3 separate regions of the Zea mays genome follow, and regions 1 and 2 are each linked to region 3. A link is a contact called in public Hi-C data. All regions are on one chromosome and are shown on one strand. The core of a region is the stretch at or near the end of the contact, and the rest is flanking DNA. Distances in the headings are between cores, read along the strand shown. Region 1 holds the start of LOC100192745 (ubiquitin ligase protein FANCL). Region 2 holds the start of LOC100281729 (symbiotic ammonium transporter). Region 3 holds the start of LOC103625917 (CSC1-like protein RXW8).

The links. Hi-C and Micro-C count contacts between places; a contact is called where the count stands out from the background.
Region 1: a Hi-C map of leaf shows a contact between it and region 3, with 8 times the contacts expected there. The contact joins the promoter of LOC100192745 here to the promoter of LOC103625917 in region 3. A contact is called at or near these places in 5 of 25 Hi-C or Micro-C datasets (ear, leaf and tassel).
Region 2: a contact with region 3 is called in a Hi-C map of tassel, with 3 times the contacts expected there. The contact joins the promoter of LOC100281729 here to the promoter of LOC103625917 in region 3. A contact is called at or near these places in 4 of 25 Hi-C or Micro-C datasets (ear, endosperm, leaf and 1 more).

Annotation. Positions count from the first base shown.
Region 1 is chr5:9,751,521-9,754,299 of Zm-B73-REFERENCE-NAM-5.0, forward strand. It overlaps LOC100192745 (ubiquitin ligase protein FANCL), which reads left to right and starts at 1,527. Exons shown (of 10, transcript NM_001137944.2): 1 at 1,527-1,745; 2 at 1,862-1,935; 3 at 2,235-2,313; 4 at 2,431-2,505; 5 at 2,601-2,715. The coding sequence starts at 1,587.
Region 2 is chr5:10,135,043-10,137,742 of Zm-B73-REFERENCE-NAM-5.0, forward strand. LOC100281729 (symbiotic ammonium transporter) reads left to right here and starts at 1,359. Exons shown (of 5, transcript NM_001353171.1): 1 at 1,359-1,421; 2 at 1,584-1,737; 3 at 1,834-2,376; 4 at 2,495-2,700. The coding sequence starts at 1,711.
Region 3 is chr5:9,898,196-9,901,067 of Zm-B73-REFERENCE-NAM-5.0, forward strand. It overlaps LOC103625917 (CSC1-like protein RXW8), which reads left to right and starts at 1,614. Exons shown (of 11, transcript XM_008646320.3): 1 at 1,614-1,908; 2 at 2,450-2,872. The coding sequence starts at 2,649.

The DNA.
Region 1 (2,779 bases), core at 277-2,776, 150 kb before region 3:
TACCACGCACCTACCAGAATCTACTTACGACTTACGAGTTACGTGATCGGGAGCGGTGCCATAATCCGCCCGCCGGCAGTCCAGGAGGGGAAGTGTCGACTATCCATTACTCCATTAGCGGCAAAGAGGGACGACTGGAGCATGAGCGAGACATGTCACAACATTGAGGGGTCAACGTCACAAAAACTCTAATGTAGAAGGATCATTAGTTCTATTTACACCACACAACTACCAGAATCTAGTTACGACTTACAAGCTACGAGATACACGATCGAGACTATATGTGACTATTAACCGCAAGCGTGTGATGTCACATCGTTGAGGGGTCAAGGTCGTGAAAACTCTACTACAGGAGGATCAACAAGTCTACTAACACCACATCACCGGAATCTACTTACGACTTACATGACCGAGAACGGTGCCACATTCCAGCTACTGATCGATGAGGAGGGGAATTGTCAACTATCCATGACTCCATTGGCAGCGGAGAGAGACAAAGGGAGAAAGAGCGAGACACATCACAACATCGAGGGGTCAGCGTCACGAAAACTCCAGTATAGGAGGATCAACAAGACTACTTACGTCATACTACACCACCACCAAAATCTACCTACTACTCATACCACCACCAAAATCTACTTACTACTCACGCGATCGAGAGTGATGCCGCAGTTTAGCCATTGGCTAGTTAGAGCAACTCCAGTAGTTCTCTAAAATACTCCCTAAATCAATAATTTAGATAGTTAACTTAAAAACTCATCTCCAACAGCTCTCTAAGTGAACTTCCTAAATTTAGTCACTTCTCATCTAACCTTATTTCCTACCTACATTTAGCAACCACTTACCAACTCCCGAAACATAAAATCTGGCACACTTCTTTTATTTAGACGTCTTTTCCATATTCTGAGCTCATGCGTCAGCTGTCGGTGAAGCACAATTGCAGCACCTAGTAAGTTAGAGATTAAACAATTAATAATGTAACAGTTGCACATACACATATTGAGAATAAACAATTGTGGCAACAAATCAAAAGGACAACACAACTCACCATGTTGAATCAGTTTGCTGACGAGGTCACAATTTTGAGATCGAGTTGCAGAAGGGAGATGAAAACAAAAGAAAAAATGGCTAATCCCACTCAAATTGGTGATATGACAAGTTTTAACATATTTAGGAAGTAATATATAGAGAACCGTTGGAGGAGATAAGTTTTTTTGTTTCCTATATTATTTGAGGACTTGCTAAATCTCATATTTAGGTAGTAGAAATATACATAACTATTGGAGCTGCTCTTAGGAGGTAAAGTGTCGACTATCCGTGACTCCATTAGCGCAAGAGAAGGCGGCGTGACTTGGGGCTTGGGTTGGATTTTTGGGCGATAGTGCCTCGCCTCCTATGCGGTGGACTGAGCCTTGCATGTACGCTCACCGTATGGACCGTTTGGCTCGAACTGTCTTGAGCCCAAGGAAATCTGGGCCTTTAATCGTCGTCACCTAGCTCGCGGATGGTCCGCACGCAGTTTCCACCGTCAGTATCGCATTGGAGTGAAACAACTCCCATCATTGCCACCGATTAGGAACTTAGGAATGGACTCGCCGGTGCCTGCTACGCTCGCGCGCGCGCCAGCGAGACCGCAAGCGCGGGCGGGCGAGGAGGCTTGCGCGGATACTCGGCAGGATGCTCCGGCGGAAGCGGAGCCACCTCCCCGTCGGCCGGCCGCGTTCTACAGCTCCGTGTTCGCGCAGGTACGCCAGCCGCTCGACGAAATGCTGCGCTGACAGATGCCGCAAGGAAATCGTTTGCGCGTATGTGGGATTGGTGGCATGGCGTTCATATTCTATTTGGACTTTTGCGCGTGCAGATCGAAGAGATCGGGTGGAAGCAGCTGGTGAGCGCCACAGGAGACGGAGTGTCCTGTCTCACCTTCCGCGTCGTGTAAGGATTCCTCTCATGTTGCTGCCAATCGGCACTAATCTCTTTCTATAGGTTTATATTGTATGACTGTTTGGAGAAAAAAAAAACTACTGCCGTTCAGGCGGTTGAGCAACGCTGGTGCATTACATACTGAATTTTGTCAGTTTGATAGTTGTTCGAAAAGGTTATTTCAGAAACCTGTCTGAACATTGTAATGCGTATGAACAACAATCGCAATTGTAGCAGCGTTTATTTGGAGGCACCCCTTTAATTCTATTCTGTTGTTTGAAAGTTGAAACTATGGCTTATGTATCTGCCAGGGATGAACCAGGACGGATGCATTTACTGGAGATCACACTGCCCATGGGCTATCCCGAAAGTCCTCCTTCAATCTCTGCAGTTAGTCTCTATCCTGATATTTCCATAAACTAGGCCTGTTTTTATTATACTTTGCAGTTGCATGAAATTTCAGAACCATAACCATATGGGCTATAATTGAACTTGTCTCATTAACAGGACGTACCATATCTCCCGAAAATACATTGGTCAAAAAACTCAAGACTGAAAGATGTTATTTGCCAATTTCAAGCGGTAGGTGAACTGTTTATATCGCCTAAAACATATGGTTGTCCTATTCGTGGATTGTTATGTTGTGTTGTTCTATGTTATTGGGTTCACACAATCAGCACTTGAAAATCTTGCAAGAGTTCTGGAATACGATGGACGAGATTGATAAGGTCCTTTGGATTGTTGATCCAACAAAGCCGTCTTATGCTATGTCTCATCGTCGTATAGCTTTAGGTAATTCCCTTACTCGTCTGCAAGTGATAGTTGCGGTCCCCTTATTTATGTTTGCTTAGATTGC
Region 2 (2,700 bases), core at 109-2,608, 240 kb after region 3:
GAAGAGAGAAGTTTGAAATACGGGATATAACAGGAGATGAGATAGGAGATTTGCTGAAGATAGCCTAATAATTAAGTAATTGTGTACATGTTATTCTACACAATACACACTGCAACCCCAAGTTACAAATGAATTGAATATATACACACATGTCATATGTAGAATCACACATATTGATTCACATGGATGAATGGTTTGTTTGAACCATGCATCTAACAAAGACCCAAATAAAATACAGGATTTAGTTTAAATCAAGTTAGTTAAGCTGCACCACACACACTATCACAACCCCCGAATATTACCTTGAGTGGTAAAAGTTTTCTTGAGGGCCAAAAACAAAACCGCCAAGAAGTGTAGGTAGTTTCTTTGGCGGAAAATGGATATTATTGTTGTTGAGTGTAGGTAGTTTCTTTCGCCAAAACAAAACCAGAGATCCTTGTTTTTGCCGCCGCCCCCCCCCCCCCCCCCCCCCCCCCCCGCACAATCTAGTCAAAGATGTGGGAAGAACCCTATTATTCCCCTCAAAAGTGCTTAATTAAAACACGAGACTCAATTGACCAGACATGCACGTGGTAACGAGTAGTAATCCCTCTCTCAATTCACCAGACTAGCAGAGATCCTTGGTAGTCCCCCCCCCTCTCCTCCTAGCTCAGCTGTCCATGTAATTAACCCTTGATCAAGAGTTTGGAGCCACATCATACTTTGCTCCAACCACTGCTCCTTTAAAATCCGCGCGCAGCTCTCTCTCTCCTTCCCACGAAACGGCCCAACGGGCGACGCACCTAGGTGCGGTTGGGAGTCCACCCCAGGCCGGCCCTGCGAGTCCTGTAGATAATCTGTGGGCAAATCTCTTGATTAATCCACCGTTAGATCGGTCACCAGGTCATAGTCCACCATGGCATCTTTATTCTTTACACTGGCAAGCCACAAGGCTGCAGTGGCAACAAAATACATATCCAGCGCATTAATATGCACAAATCATTTCCCCAAAAAATAAAAAGTAAAAATTGCACAGACCACTGGTGTGTGTGTTGCCTCCCTAGCTAATGACGATCGTTCGTCGGGCGATTGTTTATCCCCGGACTAAACGATCCAGGCTGAGCTAGTAAGAAGTTGCCGTCTGTCGGGATATGAGTGGAGGAGGATCAAAGTAAACACCACCTCCTACATCTACATGCCTGCAGGATATATGCTGCACAATACAAAATGAATTCAATAATAAACTACGGTTCGTTCACACAAGTAGGAGTAGAGATCAATAAGACGGACGCCACCACTTGCACATTCACACGCAACACCCCCCGCCCGAGCAGAGTTTATATAAACAAGGCGATCGATGCGGCATCATGTCCATCCCACCACTCTCACTCACATCTCCATTGGTGGCCATTGCGAACGAACCCGAGCTCCGATCTCCACAGGTCCGTTGGTCGCGCTCTTCCTACCTTGCATCCTGAGCCACTCCAGCTATGTTATGTAGTATGGAGCAGCAGTACAGCTGGTTTTGGACATCGCACATCGCCTGCACAATGCGGTGATCTCCTCTCTGACACCCCCCGGCCGGGTCTGTTGATGCTGTGCAGGACTTGTTGAGCTTCCAAGCAGCTAGCAGCAGCATCGAGCGCTAGCAGTCCATTTGGATTTTGGTTTGGAATTGGAAGCAAGCAAGACGTCCAATTCCCAGTCCTCACCAATCAAATCAACCTGCAGATGGCAACGCAGTGGTTCTCCAACATGGTGAGTCCGTCCGTTACCGCGCTTTCACCTGCCGTCCCATTCCACGGCCCGCCCGCCGCTGAATGTGCCCTTTTTCTTGCCTGCCGCCGCGCGCAGGTGGTGGACGAGCCGAGCTTCTTCCACCAGTGGCAGTCGGACGCGCTGCTGGAGCAGTACACGGAGCAGCAGATCGCGGTCGCGTTCGGCGGCCACGGGGGTCTGGACCTCGACCTCGACCTGGACCTGGACCACGGCGTGGCGACGCCGCCGCCGCTGCAGCGAGTACCCGCGCCGGCGGCCGACCACCGCCCGCGCAAGGCGGCCAGGGGCAACGCCAGCTGGGACTCGTGCGTCACGGAGCAGGGCTCCCCCGACGACTACTCCTCGCCGACCATCCTCTCCTTCGCCGGCCACCACGCCAAGGCGCCCAAGCAGGAGCTGCTCGACGCCGCCGCCGCCGCGCTGCCGTCGTTCCAGCAGGCGCGCCCGGCGCCCAAGCGCTCCTACGACGACATGATGGCCGAGGCCGCCAGGTCGCCGGCGGCCGCCGCACGCCCGGCCTCACAGAACCAGGACCACATCTTGGCCGAGCGGAAGCGCCGCGAGAAGCTCAGCCAGCGCTTCATCGCGCTCTCCAAGATCGTCCCGGGCCTCAAGAAGGTACGAGTACGAATCGACACGAGTGTCCAAAATCCATGGCGACATGCCCCGAGCACCGACCACCAGCCAGCCGCCCAGTTCCCGTCAACCAACTAGCTAATTGTAACTGGTTTCGCAGATGGACAAGGCATCCGTGCTCGGCGACGCGATCAAGTACGTGAAGCAGCTGCAGGACCAGGTGAAGGGGCTGGAGGATGACGCCCGGAGGCGCCCGGTGGAGGCGGCGGTGCTGGTCAAGAAGTCGCAGCTGTCCGCCGACGACGACGAGGGCTCCTCCTGCGACGACAACTCCGTGGGCGCCGAGGCCTCCGCCACGCTTCTGCC
Region 3 (2,872 bases), core at 364-2,863:
ATAAGGTAATTATTTATTTTTGTCGTTAACTAGTACAAAAAACATAGTCACGTGCAAGTTTAACGGGTCCCCGCGGGGAACGGGGATGGGGAATGCTTCCCCGTCCGCATCCCCGTTTACCCGTTGGGGGATAAAATTTCCCCGTTTATATCCCCGCGGGGGAAGTTTCTTCCCCATCCCCATCCCCTAATGGAGGAATTCCCCGCGGGGAATCGGGGATCGGGTCCCCATTGCCATCTCTAGTCCACGCGTGCGCTGGGGTGGCGAAGGTCACTAGCGGTGCCTGGATCTCGCTCCCGGGAGGGACCTCGTCGGGGAGGAGAGATCCTATGGGTTGTCTAGGCTCGGCAGGCCGACCTAGACTACTATAATCGACGTAGAGTTGAAGAGAAACAAAGAATCTAGGGATTGGAATACTAAACTAGGGCTAAACTAGAACTACTCCTAATGCGTAAGGTAAAAACGAGAAATAGATTTTATTTGATCGATTGTTGTGAGGTTCAATCGGCCGTAGCCCTTCATCTATATAAAGAGGATGTCTGGATCCGCTTTGAACTAATTTCCAAATCAATCCCACGGTTTTAGGTAACAAATCCCGCGAGAAACTAGAAACTCTAACTGACTCTGCGTATGCATGGACCGTCCGGTTCAGGACCGAACTATCCGTGAGGCACTTTTGGTCTCCAACACGTGGCAAGGAGCAAGTAGATTGAAGGCTGTCGTCTATCGATGGGATAGGTGTAGTGGCTTTGGAGATCGATGGTCATTGTTGTGTCAATCATGCTGGGTTTGTGTGCGGGAAGGGGTTGGGCGGACCGGTGGAGGAAGGGGCTACAGGGGACTAGGGGAGTTGGAGAGGGAGCTCGGAGCCTTGGGGCACACAAATCATGCGCAGACTAGGCCAGGTCGGCCCACCGTGTTTCAACCCAAATAGGTTTGGGCTGAGAAAGCCCAAAAAAAATATGAATCGTGTTGTGACAATATAAAAAGTAAAATTAGCGGTCCAACCTAGCTTATCGGGTCATGTCAGACCTTTTATTTGGTCGTATCGGTCAAACCTGACCTATATATTTAAACCATATAAAATATAAATATTATAACCATATATAGCTTTCTAAATTAAAGAACTAAACACCGGGCATTATCGGGTCGACACGGTCCAAGTCCGGCCCATTTGGGACTGTGTCGGAGGTCCGATAGACCAGAATTTGAGGTCCAACACACGACTGCCTTTGAGTTGTGCTAGTTTAGTATATTCATTTCGTGCTAATCTTTGTTTTGAGCTTTTTTTTGGACCGTGCTAGTGTTGGTGCTGGTCATAAAAGTCGGCCCATATTTCGAGCGATGACGCATGGTTGTCCGTGAGAGGGCACATATTTCTGTTTTATTGTTGCTGCTAGATAGACTTGGGTATTATTATTATTATTATTATTATTATTATTATTATTATTATTATTATTATTAAAGTTGTAGATATAGAGGTAGTCAGTTTGAAAACTAAAGTTTTTTATATTTTAAAAGGGTTTTACCAAGCAATGTTTCTCCTTGACTTTTATGGATGTGGTCGGAGAGATGCTTCATGCCGACCAGTCGAACCCTATAGAGCCCCACGCCATGCCATCCTCTCATCTCAAAAAGGAAGAAAATAAAAAGAAAGAGGACAGAAAAAATCGTAGCATCGCAAACGCCTACGCGGCCGCATGCATGCCCCCGACGCGGCCGATTGGGCATTTGGGGCGAACGGTTGTTTCGGCAAGGAAGCCGCGCCTACGCCCGCCCGCGCTCGCGCCTCTCCACCGCCGCCGGCGTGAACCTCAACCAAGCACCGCGCCCGCGCCGGCGACTGTCCATAAGGCCGTGTCCTGCCGTCGCGCACCCCTGCGTCGTACGATCGTCCACGATACCAAGGTATTAATCCAATCCCACATTGTTCTCTGACGACCTCCGTCCGTCAATGCCGGTCCCATCTCGTGCGCGCGTACGTGTTCTCGGCTTCGCCGGGATTGTTTAGGGACGTGCAGAACCGGCTGGGTTTTGACGCGGAGGTGGTGCGTTTGTTGTCCGCCGGTCTGAATTTATGATCCGTTTTCCATTATGATTTCCTGTGCATTTTAGCTGTTGTCAGATATCAAACCAAATCGGAGACGAGGGAATTAATCAACATTCTTTTCATCTGCATTTGAGGTGTTACATTTGCTAAGAATTGGGCATCTGTACCCTTTTTTCATCAAGAAAGAAAAAAAAAGGAAAACAAAATTTGGCTTCAAGTTTGCAATTTTATGTGTTTATTGGTAACCGAAGGGACCTGGGAGAGTGGGAGAGGGGTGTCATCGCTACATGCAGCCTATCTATATATCATAAGCTGCCTTGTCTGATCGTCAGCAACTCAGCATCACACTTGGATTGCGTGATTATATATAATTGGTTGTTGGTTTTGTTACGTAGTCAGGTATCAGCACAGACTGCAGCATCAGACTTATTTGGCTGGAGAAATCAGGGATCATCAGAGTCAAAGGCAACAAGATTCTGCTACCATATCAGTGCAAGCGAATGGCTGACTGTTTAAAGACATGCCTGGATCTTCTATTGTGAATTCGCAGTTCTTTCATGGGTGGATTGTCAGGATCCCAAACTGGTAGAGGTGGGGGATGGAATTCTCTGCTCTTCTGACTTCAGCGGGGATAAACATCGCTGTCTGCGTGCTCTTCTTGTCCCTCTATTCGATCCTCAGGAAGCAGCCTCACAACTTCAGCGTCTACTTTGGGAGGCGGCTTGCTGAAGAGAGGTTCCAGAGGCAGGACGATTACTTCTCGTTTGAGAGGCTACTGCCTACTGCTGGTTGGATTGTAAAGGCGTACTGGTGCACCGAAGA